2 separate regions of the Columba livia genome follow, and region 1 is linked to region 2. A link is a contact called in public Hi-C data. All regions are on one chromosome and are shown on one strand. The core of a region is the stretch at or near the end of the contact, and the rest is flanking DNA. Distances in the headings are between cores, read along the strand shown.

What was found. Hi-C and Micro-C count contacts between places; a contact is called where the count stands out from the background.
Region 1: a Hi-C map of crop shows a contact between it and region 2, with 6 times the contacts expected there. The contact joins the enhancer-like site here to the promoter of COPS8 in region 2. A contact is called at or near these places in 2 of 2 Hi-C or Micro-C datasets (crop and liver).

What each region holds. Positions count from the first base shown.
Region 1 is chr7:33,902,838-33,908,354 of bColLiv1.pat.W.v2, forward strand. It overlaps IQCA1 (IQ motif containing with AAA domain 1), which reads left to right. Exons shown (of 18, transcript XM_065069173.1): 2 at 3,400-3,724. It also overlaps LOC102092528. Among named protein-coding and RNA genes, the nearest start is that of IQCA1, 9.7 kb to the left of the region's middle. Within about 2 kb of position 2,169, at least 1 of the 3 cell types and tissues checked has an H3K27ac peak away from gene starts, as active enhancers do.
Region 2 is chr7:33,719,882-33,725,580 of bColLiv1.pat.W.v2, forward strand. It overlaps COPS8 (COP9 signalosome subunit 8), which reads right to left and starts at 3,519. Exons shown (of 8, transcript XM_065069169.1): 1 at 3,297-3,519. The coding sequence starts at 3,374.

The DNA of each region.
Region 1 (5,517 bases), core at 919-3,418, 180 kb after region 2:
AACTCCTTGTTTTAGACTCCATTTCTACTTTGTGGGAGTGAAGAGAATGAACATCAGTTAGGAGGTAAAGCTTTGACCTTCCCTCCAAGCTGTGAGCTGCCAGAAGACACTCTGGGGGCTCTGGATTTAAGTCACTTTATATGTTTTTTCCTCATCCCATTACAGCGTTCCTTATTTTCCCCATAACACTTGTGTTTTGTAGTTGCTATGACAATTTGCAGCGTTACTTACACTGCTATACACATGCAGAGATCAAGAGGCAGACTTATTTCTTTTCCAGGATTTAATAATCTAATGTCTTGAGTAGGAAAATTATGTTTAGTCCTGCTGGTTACCTGCACTAGTAGGCTAGTTAGATGCTCTAATCCCCTCTAATTCTGATCCAATATCATCCTCAGGCATGGATACAGCTCATGACCTACCTGTTACAGAACAGGAACAAACCTACAAGATGGACCAGTAACTAAAGCGCCAGAGTGCTGAAGGCTGCACTGCAGTCCCCATCAGTGCTTGGAAGCAATTTTGAGGGAGTTTACAACTTAATGCAGAGAAAGAGTGAGCACATAGGCAAAAATTAAAATAGGGCTTTAGGGGTTTCATACTGTCTGATTACCAGGTGAAGAGAATCAGTCCTGTCCTTTGCATGTAAGGTGTAACTCATTACTACTGACTACCCCTGAACATGTTTGTCTGCCAAAGCTGAGGGGCTCCTCAGGAATACAGCAGCTCTGCTGAGTCCCTCAGAAACAGCTATAAAAACCTAGCACATCTGATCCTTCAAACTAGTCCAGAAGGGGTCCTATTTGGACACTAGTAAAACCCAAAATAATTATTCTAATCCTGTTTGGGGAAGGGAAACAAATGGCTCTACATGTGTCCTCTAGTTTTTAATCAGAGTGAACCAAAGAAACACTGAAATCATATTTCTGTTTGCACTGTACAATTATTATGTATCTGCTGTTCCCTATCACATGCCTAAAGACTGAGCACTAGGGCCAGGTCCCCCAAGTTGTCAGTCACCCTGACCACAACAGGTACTATCAGCTTATCACAGCTGAAAATTTAGCAGTACCACATCAATCTTTTCCTTCAACACTTCTTTTCCCAGTGGACCTCTCCGTTCTTTTGCATTCAGTTACACAGAACATCACTACTACAAGCTAGAAGTATACTGTAATAATCATAATCTTAACATCTGACCCACAGCAACGTGCTTGCAATCATCGTAATGCTTATCTGATAAACGAATGCTTTATGGAAGCAATTATGTTCCATCTATATTGCGTTATGTTAACATACTCTGAAGGGCTAGAGCACTCTGTCCCCCTCCTCCCTCAAAAAAGTCACTCAAAATATAAAAAGAAACTAGATATTAGCTGGCTCAGCAGGAGGAACCACTTGACATTCCTCAGTCAGAGGAGGCAGAAAGGGAGATTATTGTAAATTAGAGTGGACAATCGCAGAGTTGGTTCTCTTTGGCAGTGCTATCTGTTGTCTCCATGCAATAACCTGCATTTGAAATGCTCTAGCCTGAGGATATCCACTGCTCATAAATCACTGGTGTGGTTGGGGGGACAACCTTCAGGGCCAGGCTTCCTCCAAGATTTATAACCTCCCTATTACCAAATGGTCCTTGAGTAGGCACAGCTAAGTAAGTACAATATCGCGTTGTTTCCTTCTGTGCTGGAAAACCCCGTGAACCTCACACCAGTGTATGTTCTTCTGTGTCCTGACTTCAGAGGAAGTACACAAAACTCGCATTGATCGACCAGCAGAGCTGTTAGGTCAAAGCTAATGCTAGTCTCATTTGTGCCTATCTTCTCCCCACTCTGCTGGTTTTATTTTGTTTATCTCCTGCACCTGGGTTAATTGCTGCAATTGAGTGATTGGGGTGGTGCAATGGGATGTAATGAAGTAGGGAAAAAGGAAGGGGAAAGACCTGGGTGGGCTGCAGAGGCATTAGGAAAAGCCAGGCCAGCTGCATCCTGCAGAAACCCAGGTCAGCTGAAAAATATAATATGCACTTTAAAAAGTTAATGGTGCAAATTCAATAGCGGGGTTCAGATTTTTGGTGTTTTTGCTGACAGCTGTGGGGAGTCTCAGCAGCCCTGTCAGCATCCTGGATATGCAGCACCCACCCCATGCTCAGGGACCTTGAGTTTGTCCTGTCCACCCCCCTGGTCCCTCTTGCAGCACAAGCCTCAGGCCACTCAGTACTCCAGGACTGGGAATGATAAGATCAGCTGACAGAGCTCCAATTTAGGCATTTATTATCAAGCACAAGCAACGTTTACAGCTGTGCAAGCTTTATTGTCAGAATTAGTAGACAAGCACTCCCTCGATGCTGCTCAGAACAAGAGGTCTGCTCTGAAAGCTCATCTAATGGTGGCAGGGTCTTTTGCTGTCTTCATTCTTCTTTGAGAAGCTCTAGAAACAGCAAACAATATCTAGGTTAAGCACCTGGATGGGTCTAAATTGCACCATTGAGGCCAGTGGCCTTTATTTCTGGAATATTCTCTCTATTCTAAGAAACAAAAGTCAGCTTTCTCTATTACCTTAGCCAGCTGTCTGGGCCCCCTTTCTTGCTCCTGTAGGATGATCTCCCATAAAATTCTGCACTGATCTGCTTTTACCCTGAAACCCAATGTCAGCAAGTCCACACTCATATCAGAGCTCCACCTATTTATACTAAAACTACCCAAGTAAACAGCATTATCACTTCTGGAAATGAAGCTGGCCTTAGGTGACATCTTCCATTGTCACATAGTCCTCTAACTACTAGACCAGACATTTAACAATTGCTTGGAGTGCAACAGTTGCTGCCATAGAAAGAAATTATTTTCCTTCCTTACTTCACATTTGAAACAGTGCCCACAGCTACACTCTAGCGTTGGCACCAATACAGCCTCTTCCCTGCAGTTAGCTCTGAGCAACCACTTCAGAAAGGCAGAAGAACAACACATACTTTAGAAACATCAATTGGTCCTCATGCCAAACATGGGGAGTCCTAAAAGACACCTTCACCCATCATAAGGGCTTTGCGGGGAAGCACATTTTCTATTAAACCGACTTCTCAGCACAATTAAATGAAACTTCTGGCACTGTCAAGCATGTGAAGGATGCTTCAGGCACATTAAAGATGAAGTTGAAAAGTGTTTAAATTTTAAGCTTCCATTAATAAAACACCATTTTAAGATTCCTATTTTTAAGACAATCAAAAAGAGAAACTTTTGCTAATCGTTTTAAAAATACATTGTAGTTAAAATCTCTTTATAAATATAACGGCTCACATTTCAAGGCTTGCTTTTTTGAGAAATCCACACACATAGAGTCCTGTTATCATTGTGTACTAACTCTTGCTTTCATGTTAGTTTAACGTAGTCTTCTCTTTTCAATTAGCACTTACAATAAGATGTGGGCAGATGCCCAGAAAGACCTCGATATTCAACTCTGCAAAGAGAGAGGAGAATTCCTCCAGCCAGAGAAGGACCTCGTGAAAGTATTCAAGTTGTTAGCCACTTCCTACATCAAATACATGCAAATCTTCCGTCACTTGGAGGCAGCCCATGACCAACTTGTTCACCAGCAGAAGCAGGCAGTGATTCGGCAGGTGCTAGATGGGGTGATTGGCCGGATCCTGGAGGTGAAAAGAGAGATGGTGAAGCTGGAGAACTCAGAGTTTCATTACATTGATGATATCCTGGAAGATCTAAAGCTTCTCCCGGTACGTCTGCCTCTCTTATGAGCAAATTCATAGGAAATTTACCTATCCTGTATTTTAAGGACAGCCACATTTATTTGCAGTCTGTGGAGTTTCACCAAGTGATTTAGCTTCCTGCATGTTCACTAATGTACTGGGTGATCAGTAATTATGGCCTTTTTGTTAAAGATCGGAGTATATTTGATCTATGATAAACATTATATATTGGAGCAAGATTTTAAAAGCTGATCTGCCTGATCAATATGTTGCATTTCTACTTCTCTGTAGACCTTTCACTTGCGCATGTCATGTGAAGTCATGTTAGCTTAAACAGCCTCACTATTAATGGCAGCAGCTTGATTCTGCCTGGTTTTAGTGTGGGATTAGACAGAAGATGGGCAACTGATAATGAAGGTACACTCCACTTCTGTCTGCCCGTTACATGACTGTGAATCAGCCTGGCCTCAGGCCTCTTCCAGAGATTACAGGTAATGCTAAAAGTTGCACAGTCTTGTATGCTAGTTCATACTACAACAAACTACAAAAGTGAGAAATCTGAGGTGTGTCTCATATTGTAAAAGAGGCAGGAGCTGGAGCATATTCAGCATCTAGGGTTCAGGAATTTCTGATGCAAAAGCAGCCCCCTAACAGGCAGCTCACTGAACGAGGTGAATTTGACAATAAGGCAAAGTCTTGAAGCTGTACTTTTAAAGCAATGAAAAAATAGCTGCAGGAAGGTGGTTACTTCTCTCGCAGACAGCTCCACCTATTGTCAAATTCAGGTACGGCTGCTTTTCTAAAGAAAAATAGCTGGAGCCTTAATTACTGCTGTTTTCACGATACCATTTATAACAGGAGAAATTGCCTAAAATCATTATAGCATTATTCTGAGATTTACAAACATGTTACTGTTTGAAATTGCATGTATATTTCGCTCTGCAAATTTAGGATAGTAATTCCCATGAATTTTCTCCAGCTCTTTACCTTCTATGTTAGTCATGGCAGAGAGCTATTTTAAACTGTTAGAAGGCTTACTAGAGAGTATAAACACATCTCCAGGGAAACTGATCTTTCAAATAATATTTTAAAATCATTAAGCACTTTTTGTTGGACTAGATATCTCCAGAGGTCCCTTCCAACCCCAACCATTCTGTGATTCTGTGCTGTGTTCACGACTTATCAGTAAATCCACAAGCAACAAAAAGTTTGCAAGTCTGAAAAGTCACACTTGACATCTGTTAAAAAAACAAATTCAAATTCCTGCACCACACCTTAATTTTAAGGCAGCATGACATGCCTACTATCAAAAGGGGGAAAAAAAAGGGACTGAAAATATTTCAGGCTTTTTCAAAGAAAACATTTTTCTCTAGTAGATAGGAATACAGATTTATGGTTTCTTTTAATAAAATAATCACATGTAATTGTTTCCAAAACAAAGTTACTAGCCAGTACTTGACAAATTACTTCTGTTTCTTAAAGAATCTGCCTAGAAAAGATCTCTAGTCCTTCCTTTCACAGGATTATCACGGGCTAAAATCCAGCATGATTGTGGGCAGAGAACACAACAAAGTCTCATTTTATATCTTATGCCAAGATATTACATACTTTTTGCTATGTCACTATAAGGCCAGACTTCATCTTTCCTTAGTTGTGCACCTCATATTTTTGTACAGTTGCCTTCCAATACTCAGTCACTTAATTTCCTGGGGTAATTATAAAGGTATTTGGATACACAAATCCCACGTGGAGCCAGGAGCGGCTAAAAAGCTGCAAATTTAACTTGAGGATAAACATCACAAGCCTAACTTTTCAGTGCT
Region 2 (5,699 bases), core at 2,269-4,768:
AGTACAAAAATATGATTACATTTTTTAAGAGCAGGATAACTTACAAAATCCACCAGGTAGCCAAGTTTAATGAAATCTAAACATTCCAGGACAGCTGATGTTTTTCACACCACATAATACACCTGGACAAACTGTCAGAATTGCAGTGTTATAGTAATACAGTTGTATCTCATGATAAAAAGTTAACTTGCACATGCCAGTTTTACTTAGAAAACTTTGTTTTGCTGCATTAATAAAGTAAGGTGACATTTTTCATTACTCTAATGTTCCAGCTTATGCTCACAAAAGTGGTAACCATTTTGCTTTACAATTCCACACAAACAACTGTTTTTAGGCACTCACAATTTCACCTACCTTGAGCTGAATTATCAGTTCAATTCAGGGCACCCCACCAGAGCAAAATTTCTTTACTCACTTGTACTACCTTTTTGAAAAATCCACTTAACACATTTCAGCAGGCCTCATAAATCATACAAGTAGAAAGGAAGAAAAAAAGAATTATGATAAAGTTATAAAATTTTGAAAGTCTATCATCATTTAAAAGCTGAAAAGATTTCCAATAAGGTTTTAGAATTTTATCAGAGGGTAGTGCAGCAAGCACTCACAGGAAGCCAATTACACAGCTCTTTGATTTAATTATCTATGTGATTTATAGGCTCATCTAAGCCAAAAGCAAGTGATTAGCTGTAGCACTGAGCAGATATCACCATCCCCAGCTACTCTTATACTGTCTCCAGGGCTCATCACCCACCTACATACACAACTGTTTCCACAACTGTTCCTTGGATCAAGCCTATTAAAACAAAGCCAGGTCAACTAATATCTCCTGTTTAAACCATGTAAGTTCACCTTTGGTGTTTCTCTGTACTAAATAAAAGAAAAATCATTAGTTTATCTGACAGAAGACAAATGGAACAGAAGAGAAAGCTAATTAGTACCAAAACAACTAGATTTACAATCCACAGTCTTACTGAAGGAAGCTCTGTGGCTGCATCTAGCCTGCAAAAAAAAATAGCCCTCATATCAGCTCATGATCTGAAACACGAGGGCTGTCAGCAGATAGTAGTGTGCCCACAAGAATCTTGATGTGGATGTAGATGCACAGCAAATAATATACAGCAAATAACATACCAGCTTTCTCAAAGCATTTGGGAATGGTTTACCAGAGGTGCATTTGTTGCCATTAACCCTGGGAGACTCTGCTGACAGACAGAGCAGAAACCTTGAGCAGAGCGCAGTGTGAGTTCAGCAGCTTTACAACAACCCACAGGGGCCACACACTCTGCAGCAGGGAAGTGAGGAGGATACGTTAAACTTCCTGAGATGGCCAGAGAAGCAAAGCCCAAAGCCTGACAAGCTCCAACCCCACCACTGTGCGCTAATATATACCTTAGTGTGCTCCTTCAAGCCTGTGCTACTCTAAAGGATGGGAAAACATCTTCAAAGCAAGTACTAAACTGCTCCCAGCAGGAAAGGCAAGACACACTCAACACATGGTCCAAGGGTGCTCTTCTGCTCCTCTGTGCTCACACGCCCATCACTTGATGCAGCTGGTAACTCATATTTCAGCACAGCAACTTCCTTCCAGCTCCATCACCCTCTTCTACAGAACACAGGGCACAGCAAGAAGCAGCAGCACCATGCTGGGGACATGAGAGACACCTGGGCTCAGCGCAGAAACATCAGCTGAAGCTTGATGATATACACCCATAAATAGAGACCCCCTACTTAATTACATTTTCCACTGAACAGCTGTGTCCTTTGTCAAAGTTCTGCTGTGGCAAGTGATCACATATTGGATCAACTTTCTCCCTTCAATTGCTAAGGCAGCAAGAACTACAAATCAGAATCACTAAAAGAGTGCATGAAAGAGGAAAATTCAAAATTTTCACTTATTTCAAATGGCTACAGTGGGATGCACGAACATCACATTTAGAAAAACACTGAAAACTCTGTGCAAGACAAAAGAGGTTCCATAGATACCATCCAGAAAGAGTTTTCAGCATCAACATGGTGCCACTTAGATTTACCACAGGCTGTCACCACTAACAGCACAACAGCTGGACTCGAAAACTCACCAAGCAATAAAATTTAGAACAGCACAGAGGAATCTTCCAGCATGAGCTCCCATAACCAGTGCACCACTGATCTAAAAGCTATTCCCCAAGCCTGGTTCAGTGCTCCACTCTCCTCATCAATATCTTCTTTTTCTCAACCACATGAAACACATGGAAACATACAAACTCTTCCCTTGCACACACACACAACCTCCCCACTGAAAAGACCCTTATAACTACACTAAAATGCACTCACTTGTCTGCAGCTTGCAAGGTTCTGAATGTGCTGGTTTGACTGAAAATGGGTTAATTTTCTGTATGCAGTTAGAAACCTTTCTTTTCCGTAGCTAGCAGGCTCATTATTTGGACTTTGAGAACAAGAGATAACACAGACCTAATGTTTTTAATTGCTCTGGTCTGAGAGCCAAGGACATTCTGAGCACTCTGCCCACAAATGCGAGGCATCGAAGAAGCAGGGCACAAATGGGGCAGAGCTTGACTGACATCAAGCCTGATCAATGAGAGTATTCCATCCCATTAGCATCATGCTTCAGATATAAGAGTGGGGCCTTCTGGTCTGCTCTTCTGCTTTTTGTTGCTATCAAGCTGAAGAAGTCTGGTTGGGACATTTAGCTCAGCCTTTTGCCATCCTGCAGAGGCCTTTGGGCTTTTCTACCCTTTTCCTCTCCTTTTCTCTGTCTGGGATTGCTTTTTAGAACCAGGTGTGGCTTGCTGGGCCTGGCTGCTCAGTTGTGGACAGAGCTCGAGAAGAATTGCCAAGGAACACCTTTTATTTCTATTATATATATACACATTTACTAGTAGTGTATTAGTATTGTGTTATTTTATTAAATTGTGTTTATCTCAATCCAAGTTTCTCCCTTGATTCTTTCCCCTGTTGGGGGGTGGGGGAGGCTGTGAGTGAACGGCTGTCGTGGTTGTATCCCCAGGTCGGGTTAAACAACAACACTGACATGATTTTTTGTCGCGATTTTGTACAACGGGCAAGTTTAAGCACTGAGCCCTAACCAACCTCACAAACACGCACAGGCAGAGCCGTCAATAACCTTCCGTGCAGGACCAGGTTAGACTCCGAAACCAGAACTTTCAGGCAACAGTCTCTGACCCACCCGCCGCGGCTGGAGACGCCCGTACTGAACCCACGGGCGCTGCGAGCGGCCCCGGCCCCGCCGCAACACGCGAGGGCCCCCGCCACCCCCGGGCCCGTCCCCGCCGCACCTCGAGCTCCTGGGTCTCGCACTGCTCCAGAAGCTTCCTGAAGCTGAAGGAGTTCTCTGCCATCACCGCCACCGGCATCTTCACCTCCGCCCGCCTGAACCGCCTCCCCAAAGGAGGCGGCCGCGCCTTAACGTCACTTCCGTCCCGGGCAGTGCGCACTTCCACCCATGGCCTAAGGTAAGCAGGCCGCTCTAGCCGCACCTTTATGCTGTGGAGGACTGCGGGGGCGTAGTCAATGCCGGGGGCGTGGCCAAGGGGCCCGTGGGCGGGGTTCTGGCCAGCACGTGTGTGAGACCCAAGGTTGCTTAAGGGACAGCTACATTATGCGTCTTTTCCCCCATTATTTCTGTGTGTTTGTGTGTAACAAACAGATTTATGTTTAGTTATTTATTTGTATACATCGCATACTGTTTGATGGGTAAGATATACACCCTACGGCCTTTATTATGCATTGCATACACAATATAATATAGCACACATCATGTGTAAATACATTACGTAAAGTAGCACATGTGCCAGAATAGCGCATAATATGTTAAAAATGGCACATAACAGCAAATACGCTATTTTATAGGCAGGACCACCCCTTCACTGCAGCCTTTTGCGGCTCCAGTTCCAGAACTGGGACCCCCTTAGTCCTGCCTGCCTTTCCCGAGAATCAGGCTCAGGGGACCAATTTATGACTTCATATTTTTTTTTTTTTTTAATTATTATTTATCCCTGAAGGATGGACTTTGAACATGTTTGCAGCACGGAGCACAGCACTGGTCAGAGGCACACTTGTGCATGAATCAGTGGAAAATGGCAGAATTGGCACCAGATCTTTGCAATTATTTGGGCTACAGCTGGAAACTCTTATTTTTTAGAGTAATATTAACCCCGGTGCCTTGTTTTCTGCAAACCCTTGCTTTCCAATAGAACAAATTTGCTTTCCCCCATCATCTATAGCTGCATTTCCCTTCAATGAAGTGCTTCCTGCCACCTTCCACCCCCAGCGCCACCCCGAACGCCATCCCCAAACCCTTTATTCTTCATATTCAGCCAGCGACTCTTCCAGCCTTTTACAGGAGAGTTTCCCCAAGCCGTGCTCAAAAGCTGCACCACCTTGATGCAAAACTAGGGTGACCCGTGCAAGCCCGATGCAGCAGCGGCTGGGCTGTCCAGTAGCGCTGCCCACGCTTTCATGTTGAAAAAAGGAAAGAATAGGGATGCTCAGCCCCTTTGTCTGGGAGTCTCCACGCTCTGGGACAAGTCTCAGCTAAGGAAAAATAAAAATAACATGTGTCTAGGCTCGCTTTGGGATTTTCCCAGAGGAGAGCATCCTGGCGCAGGGCTCCAGGCGATGGCACTGCTGCTCCAGGCTTGGGCTCTGCTTTTCCCAACAACTGTCCCCGCGTCCTGCTCCCGTCCCCTCCAGCCACATCCATCCCACTGGCTTTTTGTTGCCCCAGCTCTGTGCCAACATCACTTTGACACTCGAGCATCTGAGAGGAGCATCATTCTCACCTTTTGCTCCCACTCCCAATTATCTCATACTTTTCGGGAGGCGGGGAGGGGATCAAAGCGGGGGGCAGCTTATGATGCTGCCAGTGGGAGACCTTCCCTTAGCATCGGCAGGCTCAGAGCATCCTTCCTGGCCCTCAGCTGGATGTCACCATGGAGAACATCGTCTTGGGAAGGCTTCGTCTTGTGGTGGGACGTTACGATGTCGCAATCCTCCATCCCGACACGATCCTCCTTCCTGTCGCTGGTGGGAAGGCAGGAGCTGGTCCACGGCACTGCTGGCCATACTGGGCTTGGGTTGGGCAGAACCGCAGCCTCCGGGCGTGCTCCTTCTCCCTGCGGGGCAAATATCCCATTTTGGGGAAAACAAAAAACAAAACAAAACAAAACAAGTAAAAATGGAGCATATGAGAGGTTTCCGCGAGAGGGCACCAGCTGCAAAAGAAACTACCTAAAAGGTCCAAGGAAACTGGAGCAAGGGCTGTGGCTGCTGCCAAACATCCCACTTTCCATTTTGAGGCAGTCAGGTGGGTTTTTTTGTTTGTTTGTTTGTTTGTTTGTTTCAGGATTTCATCAAGCTTTTGGGGACTACAGAGGAAGTGTTGCTTTCCAGTTTGGTTAGCTGAGCCTCCCAGAGCCACCAAAACCTCTCCGCAAGCAATGCCAGAAAAACTGTTTCCTCTCTTCTTTTTTTTTTTTCTTTCTTCTTCTCTCTCCCCCTCTTCACTCACATTTCTTTAACACCATGGGGACATCTCCATGCAAGTCCCAGGGTGCTCTGTTCACTGTGCTCCGTGCAAGCTCCAGCTCGATCAGCACGATGTACTAAGCCAAGCCACACACTTCAGCCACCAAGAGGGATGCATTTCCCCATGAGGCCACCTACCAAGCCAAAAAATC